2 separate regions of the Danio rerio genome follow, and region 2 is linked to region 1. Evidence: chromatin contacts called from public Hi-C data. All regions are on one chromosome and are shown on one strand. Each heading gives the region's core, a stretch centred on a gene start, on an enhancer-like site or on the middle of the called end of the contact. The rest is flanking DNA. Distances are from core to core; before and after follow the strand shown. Region 1 overlaps ptpn20 (protein tyrosine phosphatase non-receptor type 20). Region 2 has its middle 31 kb from the start of rrp12.

The links. A called contact is a pair of places that touch in the nucleus more often than the background predicts.
Region 2: a Hi-C map of embryo shows a contact between it and region 1, with 2.6 times the contacts expected there. The contact joins two enhancer-like sites. A contact is called at or near these places in 2 of 18 Hi-C or Micro-C datasets (embryo and fibroblasts).

Annotation. Positions count from the first base shown.
Region 1 is chr13:34,607,211-34,612,230 of GRCz12tu, reverse strand. ptpn20 (protein tyrosine phosphatase non-receptor type 20) reads right to left here. Exons shown (of 47, transcript XM_073920136.1): 37 at 2,963-3,124; 38 at 2,053-2,227. Among named protein-coding and RNA genes, the nearest start is that of mapk8a, 44 kb to the right of the region's middle. Within about 2 kb of position 3,055, at least 13 of the 62 cell types and tissues checked have an H3K27ac peak or open chromatin away from gene starts, as enhancers often do.
Region 2 is chr13:34,743,841-34,748,860 of GRCz12tu, reverse strand. No RefSeq gene overlaps it. Among named protein-coding and RNA genes, the nearest start is that of rrp12, 31 kb to the left of the region's middle. Within about 2 kb of position 2,245, at least 13 of the 62 cell types and tissues checked have an H3K27ac peak or open chromatin away from gene starts, as enhancers often do.

The sequences.
Region 1 (5,020 bases), core at 1,806-4,305:
TTTTATATAATTTAATGATGACAAATGGTGAAAGATGTCAAGCATAGGCTACTGTTTAAATGTTTAAAGACGATTTGAAAAAAGTCATATGCTCACCATAAATATCAATAAATACATGAATTTATTTAATTAAACGGATTCATTTATTCAAATTTGTTTATATTTTACAAGTATTTTCTGTAATGGAAAATAGGTTTTCATCATCTTTAGGTTTCACGAACCTTCAGAAAAGATTATAATAAACACTCATTCATTCATTCATTTTCTTGTCCGCTTATTCCCTTTATTAATCCGGGGTCGCCACAGCGGAATGAACCGACAACTTATCCAGCAAGTTTTTACGCAGCGGATGCACTTCCAGCCGCAACCCATCTCTAGGAAACATCCACGCATATTTACACACACACTCAAACACTACGGACAATTTAGCCTACCCAATTCACCTGTGCCACTTGTCTTTGGACTGTGGGGGAAATCGGAGCACCTGGAGGAAACCCACGCGAACGTAGGGAGAACATGCAAACTCCACACAAAAACGCCAACTGAGCCGAGGCTCGAACCAGCGACCTTCTTGCTGTGAGGCGACAGCACTACCTACTACGCCACTGCTTCGCCCATAAACACTTATTATAATTGTAAGAGTGTTATTATAAGCGTGTTTTATTAATTATTTAAAACAGAAATTTTGTCAAACATTTATAGTCAATTTAATTCAGCTTAAGGATATGTGCTGAAAAAGTATTAAAGCATTTATTATTAAAAATAAATCTTTCTTTTCTTAAAGTTTTGAAAAGCACATATTTTGCATGAAAAATATTTCTTGAAAGTTTTGTTAAAATTTTAAAAACGGATCTAATCTAAACACTGATTTATCTATCGATAATGCTATTGTTCTATTTTCTATTTTTTGTCAATCCACTATTTATAAGGTATTGCTTTGAATAGCACTTCCTCCTGGTCCTTACTTATAAAAAGTGTTATGAGGAAGACATTATTAGATTAACTGCATTTTTAATTATATTTTATTAATGATTACAGAGCAGGTCGTATCAAGTTTGTTCTTAAAAACCTTACATATGTCCATTTGAGCAATCATTAAAGCTATATTTCATCTACTACTGACTCTAGTTCTCTAATCGGAACCCTGTGGGGGTTAGCAAGCATCGGTCCAGTGATTAATCCCTAATCATGACAAATGGTATCACATATAACAATGTTGAAATGATTTTAATTTGTTTATCAGATTTTTATGTATAACAATTAATCATAGTTAATCATCATCCTACAAATTACAATATCTAATTTAATGATGAAAAAATGTGAAATTAATATTTGTAACATACGCTACTGTTCAAATGTTTAGGGATCTAAATTGATGGATAAAATTTTATACACATTTTAAATATATTTTTTGTAATAGAAAATAGATAAAATAGAAAATTTTTTAAACTGCCATCATCTTTAGGTTTTACCTAAAATTATTGTAATAAACACTTATTATCATTGTAAATGTTATCAAGTATTTTGCAGCTTATTACAACTTGTGGAAAGTAATACATTTATTAAGGATTTCTAAATTAAGTTTATTTTTTCATTATTTTAAATAGAAATATTGTGAAACATTCATTGTCATTTTAATTCAACTAAAAGGATCTGTGCTGAAAAAGTATTAAAGTAAAAATTTCATAAAAAATTTATAAACTCATTAATAAATCCTTCTCTTATCAAACCTTTGAAAAGCATGTATTACAAATTTTTTTTAATTTAGAGTTTAGGTACAATGTAAAAACTGATCAAATCTAAATACTGGTTTATTATTATATATTGAGGATGCAACTGTTTATAACTATTGATACAATACACTATTTATAAGGTATTGCTTTTTATAGCACTTCGTCCTGGTACTTACTTATAAAAAGTGTTAGAAGAAACACATCATTAGATTGACTGCATCATTAATTATATTATATTTTAATGTTGCAGTCAATCTAATGTAATAGATGCCCCAGTACAGGAGGGATACCCGGAGCGGGTCGTATCAAGTTTGCTGACCTGCAGAATTCAGTGTGTTGAAATTCCCATGGGCCTCAGTGGGGTAGTTGGAAGCAGAGCAGGCGGACATGGGCAGGATGTCCCTACACACCGTCAGCTGAACCGTGCCCTCCGCCTTCCTCAAAATATCCACAACTTTACTATGGCTCAGTCCTGATACAATGATGCCATTAACCTGCACACACACACACAGCTCTGATGTAAAAATCTGTGTTTACTTGTTACTTGCTTGCATGTTCTGAACCTGATTATGTTTCATAACCTAACAAAGCATGTGCACATCTTGTAAACATGCCAACCTATTTTTACTTCATCAGAATAAGTTATGTCACAACTAGATTTTTGCCTTTTCCAACTTCACCTAGCAATGCAATGAAATGTTTTCTGTCATCATTATTGAAGTGTGGATTTGCGAATGTGACAGAACAGCAAACACTTAATGTTCCCCTAATATATGTTTTTGGTTCCTGTTTATTATTTTTTCAAGAACCAAAAACTGACTTTACGTCAACATTCTTTTTAGTTTGTTTGATAACCATGAAATAACAATCCCAGAACATTGTAGGGTGGTTATTTTAAAGAAAACACATCTATAGAGAACGTTCTCTCATGGTTACTCTTAAATTATTATTTGCAACCATAAAATTTGCGTTTCCGGGACGTTGAATATTGGTTATTTAAAAAACAATCTAAAAACAACATATACAGAATGCTTCCTATAGATTATCTTTAGTAAGATTAGAAATTTAAATATTCAGGGGAAAATATTCTGATGTAATAATAAAGTCTTGCATGTAAACCATGACAACGGGTTATTTCAGTTGATTTTTATAAGCTTGATTTGATTTAAGTTATCAGCATATTAGTTGTGCATGTAAATGTGTTAACTGAGCAAAAGATTGACACACACCTCCAGAAGGATGTCACCCACTCGAAGACGACCGTCCTGCTCAGCCACGCCCCCACAGCATATGTCCTTCACTCTCAGTGTGCTGCCGTTGACTCCGCCCACCAGTGCAAAGCCCAGCCCACCACGATCAGGCTTGGTGAACTCCACCTGCAGGATACAGCTCTACAGGAAGAGGGGCAGAGAAACTGGGATATTTAGGCAAACTAAACACTGAGGCCTTCTAAAGTACTGCACAGAAATCTTTATTGGATTTAGAATTAAAACATTAGTATAAAGTGATGGAAACTGATCCATTTGCTCAGGTTAGACAGATCAGTATTCAGGATGTGAGATTTTTTGGTTAGACATCACAATGTGGTTTGAATTGTTAACATTAGTGTTATAAGATTTACAAGTTAATAAATTCTGTAAAATGTTTTGTTTGTAGTTTATTTGTGAACAAAAATATAATGTCCAATAGTTTATAATAAATAATATTAACAAATTAGACCTTATTGTAAGGTGTTTTCAAAATTTTCACTGTAAAACGTTTCACTTGGTTACATTTATAAACTTAAGTTCACCAGCTGCCTTGAAAATGTGTCAACTCAACTTAGAGAGATTCTTTGTTTCAGCTTAAGATGTTGAGTTTTGTTGAATATTGTGAAACTCAACATCTTAAGCTGAAACAAAGAATCTCACTACGTTTATTTGACTCAATTTTTAAGGCAGTTGATGATAAACCCCTCACCAAAATGCTACTGTTCAATCACAAACTATGCAGATATACACATTGAAGTCCAAATTATTAGCCCTCATTTGAAATTTTCATTCTTTTGAAAATATTTCCCAAGTGTCGTTTAACAGAGAGAACTCATTTACTCATTACTTATAAGTCAATAACTCCTTTCTTATTTCTTTTGTCTTTGCCATGATAACAGTACATAATATTTAACTAGGTCAGCAGTTCCCAAATTTTTTAAGCCCTCGACCCTCAAAATAACAATTCCAGTTACTCACAACCCCCACTATTCTCGAAGGTGGTTATAAACATACAAACATTGCACACAATGTGCACAAACACCAATAGGAACTAAATACACATGAGCATATTAACAGCACAAAAAAGTGCAGCAGTCTAACAACCTTTTTTTTCTGTCATTATTAATTTGTTAAGGAGATTTTGATCATCCTCCATGTTCAGTTGTGGCCTTTTTTTAATGTATGTGAGTGTGTATAGGTGTCAAAGTTGAACATTATGCCATAAAATCAATCTGCTGCATCTGACAACATTGCTGTGTCATTAATATAACCAAAACAACCCAGGGGTTGCAATCCAATGGAAAAAAATGAAAGGCTGATGGCTTTTTTTTCCATGTTGTTTTTTAAATATGTAACCAAATAGTATTTTATCTTCTGTAGGTTATGGATGAAATATGGTAGTTCTAATAGTTTAATAATATGTTCAATGTCTCGCGACCCCCACTTAGGGAACCACTGGACTAGTTATTTTGCAGTAGTGCAATTTAAAGGCTCAACTAGGTTTATTAGGCAAGTAAGGTTAATTGATTAGGCAAGCAATTAGACAACAGTGTTTTAATGTTTAGCAAATGGAAAAAAAAGTATTTCTTAAGGAGGCTAATAATATTGACCTTAAAATGATTGTTCTTATATATATATATATATATATATATATATATATATATATATATATATATATATATATACATACATATATATATATATATATATATATATATATATATATATATATATATATATATATATATATATATATACATATACATATATATATATATATATATATATATATATATATATATATATATATATATATATATACATATACATATATATATATATATATATATATATATATATATATATATATAATATATATATATATATATATATATATATATATATATATATATATATATATATATATATATACATATATATATATACATACATACATATATATATATATATATATATATATATATATATTTACACACACACATATATATATATATATATATATATATATATATATAT
Region 2 (5,020 bases), core at 996-3,495, 140 kb before region 1:
GATGATAATTTAATGTAATGGTTAGTACCTAATAAATGTCCGAAAGCACACTTAAATCGGAACTTTAATGGTCAATGTTTGCTGTTTTTTTATTATCATGGTTCATTATCATTGGTATAAAGCTAATCAATTGACTGTTTTTAATGTATACTGGAAATGGGGATCAATAAAATAATATACAGTGGTTTAGAGCAGTTTCCCAACCACGTTCCTGGAGGTCATTGTTTTGGATGTCTCCTTATCTGTCACACCCATAGCAGGTCTTTCGGTCTCAGCTAAAGAGCTGCTGATCTGAATCAGCTGTGTTTGGTTAAGGAGACGTGGATGTGCAGAGCTGGGTGGTTGAGAAACTGGTTTAGAGTACAATAGTAATTCACTATTAGTTGTTGAGGGTTTCCAAAGTCTCCTGAGTAATTTCTATATGGCTTTTTTGAAAATTTAGCATTGAAGATGTTCTTGCGATATCACAGGAAGTTAATTTCGGGTGTTTTAATTAACTAATTTGTGTTTGCATATTTTCACTTCATTTCACTCGTTGAAGTACATTAGTCTGCTATGTTTATCATGATGTTCACGAGACGCTTTTGGTGAACTTTTAGCTACAAACAATCCTACAAAGATTATAGAATGAATCTTTGTTGTTGAGGTTAATTTTATTAAAATGCCAGACGCAGGCCCGGATTAAGAACTCAGGGGCCCCTGGGCACACTATCTTGTAAGGCCCCCTACCTGGCCGCACCCCTGTAGTTGAATTTAAAAAATAAGAATAATATAATAATTTTTAAATAAAATGAATCTATAATTTGTTGCCCACATATTTAAATAAATGATATATAGTACATATGTATTTATAGTCTGCAAAGATTTAAATTATTTTTCAAAGCATTAAATAAAAATACTAATAAAACTACACACACACACACACACACACACACACACACATATATATATAATTTATTTTTTTAAGGGTATTTTAGTGTATTGCTTTTACAAACTTATAAAGCATATTATTGCCATGGCATATAACGCACAATGCTTCTCCAATCCAGTTCTATGAATCTGAGTCTTTCATAATACAAACACTGATTTACTGTCTCTCTCCTCCTCTCCCTGTATTTTCTCTACTCTTCTCGTGATGAAGGCTTGATTATAAACCTAAAAGTATCCGAAATCACACACACTATACCTCTTCTCTCCCGTCTCTCTCCTCTTCTGGGCCTTTCTCTCTCTCTCTCTCTCTCTCCCTCTCTCTCTCCTTTTCTGTCTGTCTCTCACATGATGGATCCAGTCCGCGCTGCGCTGCCGTTAGCATCCTCCGCCTGGTTAATGCTAGCTACTCGTCATTTAAAGTTAACGTCTTCTTCTGTACCCTCATTCTCCTGATCACAGGTCTGTTTAAAGAAGGTGTGTATGGAAAATGCCTCAATAAAGATGCCTCCTCTCCTCTTTCTCTCGCGTTTGCTAAATCCACTTGTCCACTCATTTTTGATCTATGACAGATATAACGTTACACTGAAGTCCGCTCAGTTTAGTGCGGGTTATTACAAAACTGACGTTTCCGCACTTGACCAATTACAGCATTCTGTTTAGTTAAAGAAAGAAAGGCAATTTAAATATAATACTAATATTAATATTTGATCGCGATTTTTTTGCTCAGAGGAAATACAGTTGTCTGAGCAATATAGTTTTTGAAGAGAGGGAGGCGCGGCAGGCGCCTATAATAAGGCTAAACATTATTAAATACCCACGAGACACTTGTGACTTTATATCACATTTGCATTATTTTAAAAAAATGTTTCTTTCCTGTTAAAAATAAATATATTTCCAATCTGATATGTAATGGGGAGAAATAAAAGTAGCACGAGTTCAGCTGATGGTGGATTCGAACCGATGTTATGATTAATCGCGTCAAAAGATGAAGCCGTGTGCCTTACAAGGTGCGCCACTGCGGCTGTGTTAGTTCACAGCTCTTTACTCATCTTGTCTCTATCAATGAGGCATCGATGGGCGTAAACCCCGAATAGCTTAGTCCAACTAGATGCGCTATTTGCAATTAGCCTAAAAAGACACTCCGAAATTGTCTTTTTTTCTCCCCCCTCGCAGGGGCCCCTAGTGCGCACGGGCCCCTGGGCCTGTGCCCATAAGGCCCATTGGTTAATCCGGCCCTGGCCAGACGTATTTCAACCAATTATTTCAAATTTGTCTAGTGTACAACGGTAGTTTTGGCCAACAGATGGCACTGTTTCTCTTCACAGGAGATTGAAAGGTCAAATTGAAACGTACATTCCTTTCAAAACGTTACTAATGGTTGTAACTTGTAACTGCAAAATAATTACGTTTTTATACGTCCTAGTTTTGAATCTGACATGACAAAGAGACTTGTATTTCGATTATTGTTGTAAATGGACATGAACGAGCCTCCTCTGAATCTGAGGCAGTGGATGTTAGTCATAGTGTGTAGCTGTTATTGTGAAGATCTCCAGTGAGGCCTGCAGGTTTGTGGCTCCTGTCAACACTCTGATGTTTCTCATGAGTGTTCAGCGCATCCAGCCAAAGGAGCTGCAGTCATCAGACCATATGAATCATGTCAAGTTACATGATGGGAATCAAGCTCCTGCTGAGTATTAATTCCTTTCAGAGCAGAACGAGGTTGACTGTCAGCCATATGTGAAAATAAAGGGAAATACAGCTAAACAAGAAGATTTATTGTTATCTGTAGAATTTGGACAGAATGAATGCTGTGTTTTTAATGTAACTTAGACGTAATGGCAGTAAATGTTTGATTTTTGAAAGCATGTCAAACAATTTACAGACAAATCATCACCAAGGACCATGATTCAGCTAAAAAAAATTTATATTTTACTAGAAAATTGTCACATATTTTTGCTGGCTTGTGGAATATCCTTTTAAAGCTATTGCTTTTTTCACTGCCAGATCTTGAGCTCAAGATCAAACAATTCTAAAACTGAATACTTTATCATTCCTTTTCTACATATACACTCAATGGCTATAATATTGATCTTATTTTCCTATAATTAAAGGGAAGACATGGGATTATTTAAAAATTTTCTTGAAAGCAAAAGACACATTCACACAAGCACCAAGAGTCCAACCCATGAACATAAAATTTTTCACTTTAATATTTTCTTACTCTTCAGAACTACTGTGTATTACCATATTCCACAAAGGAAAAGACAAATATATATTATATCAAATGTCATGCCTGAGCATCCTGTACCAGTGGTGGACACCCTGTCATTTTATATTCAAGTGCCTACCAGGAACCCAAGGCTAAATAAATTAGAGGACTGTAGTGCTGCCCTGCAGTCACAACAAGTCAGATTTTCATTTTTAAAGATGCGGCCAATTTATATCATCCACAAATTAAAACTGAGCATAATGTATACCACAATTACTCTATTAAGCTTGTTCTAATCTTGCACATGCAGTCATCTACTAAAATATTTAATACTTGATTAATAAATACCCAAAATTAACATTCAAAGTTCTTTAAGTGCCTTAAAAATTAATTAATTTTGCATGTAGAATAATCATGCATTGATGCAGTCCCACTTTTAGTGCCTCTTTTTATATCATAGTTCTTTTCACTCGCTTACAAGCGTTTGTCCAACCTGTTTCAAAACTCTACACACAATTAGCACAGCGTCTTTTGTGGCCGTACCATTCACACTTTAATGTCGTTTTCACCCAATATGCAGTCAGTGAACATATTTCCCCAGTGCTTACATTTTCTGAACAGACAAACTATAGCTCCCAACAAAATGATGGATTGTTTTTGATGTATTTACGAATGTTGATCCCACACTCTGCTTCTGCAATTATATAATTTCAAAAATAATATCAATATCATAAATATATCTCAGCTGATAATAAACAAACAATTGAATAATTGATACACAGCTCATTTATGTTGGAGAAACTGGGCCAACCTCTGGCTTAGACTCTGTGGCAGAGATTACACTTACATTTACACTTATACAGTGAAAGGAGGACTTTGAGGAGTGATGTTGATGAAAACATGTGCCCTAACCCTGAAGATGGCAGAGATTAGAAATAGTAATTTTGTGCTTTTTTTTATATCCCCCCATTTTTATCTGGGCTTTTTCCTGTTGTTTTGTTTTGTTTAAAATGCTCTTGTGTGTTTCATGGATATTTTGTTTACTGTAAGCAATGCTGTAAAACATTTTCTGTTCTATCAGTGTGTTCCCATTCTACCTCTTGAAGTCAACAGTAAAGGAAAAAAGTCAGATCTGAGTCATTCTAAGTCAGATTTTCAGTGTTTTGCTAAAGTTAGTGTGGGCAGAGAAAGATGTGTTTTATTTAAAAGAGTTAGTATATAATTAACAATATGTTGTTTTGAGAAGAAATTAACAATTTGTTCAACTGTGTTTTGTAATGTGTGTGCATTTATATATATAGCGCATTTATTATAGATGGCCATACACTCAAAGCGCTTCACAATCATGAGGAGGGTCTCTCCACACCACCACCAGTGTACAGGATCCACTTGGATGATGTGATGGCAGCCAAAGGACAATGACGCCAGTGCGCTCAACACACACCAGCTATAGGTGGAGTGGAGAGACAGTGAGCCAATTTGGTGGAGAGGGATGATTGAGAAGCTATTATGGGTAAAGGTCTATTGAGGGAATTTTGCAAGGATACTATTTTGCAGTTTTGTAGATGTAAGTCTGTGTTAAGAGTTTAGAAAAAGTATCTGAATGTATGGGTAAGCGCTTGTAAGCGATTGATAAAAAGTGTAAGAACATAAACACTTAAAAAGAGTCAAAACATGGGTTTTTGCAGTGATGTCAGGAAGGAACATTTTTTAGGGTTTTCTCTAGTGTGAATAACTGTAAAAGCCAACTGAATATTTTGTAGAAAAGTTCCTTGCTTTAAAAAAAATGTTCATTGGCATATACAGTTAAATCAGAATTATTTGTCCCCCTTTGAATTTATATATATATATATATATATATATATATATATATATATATAT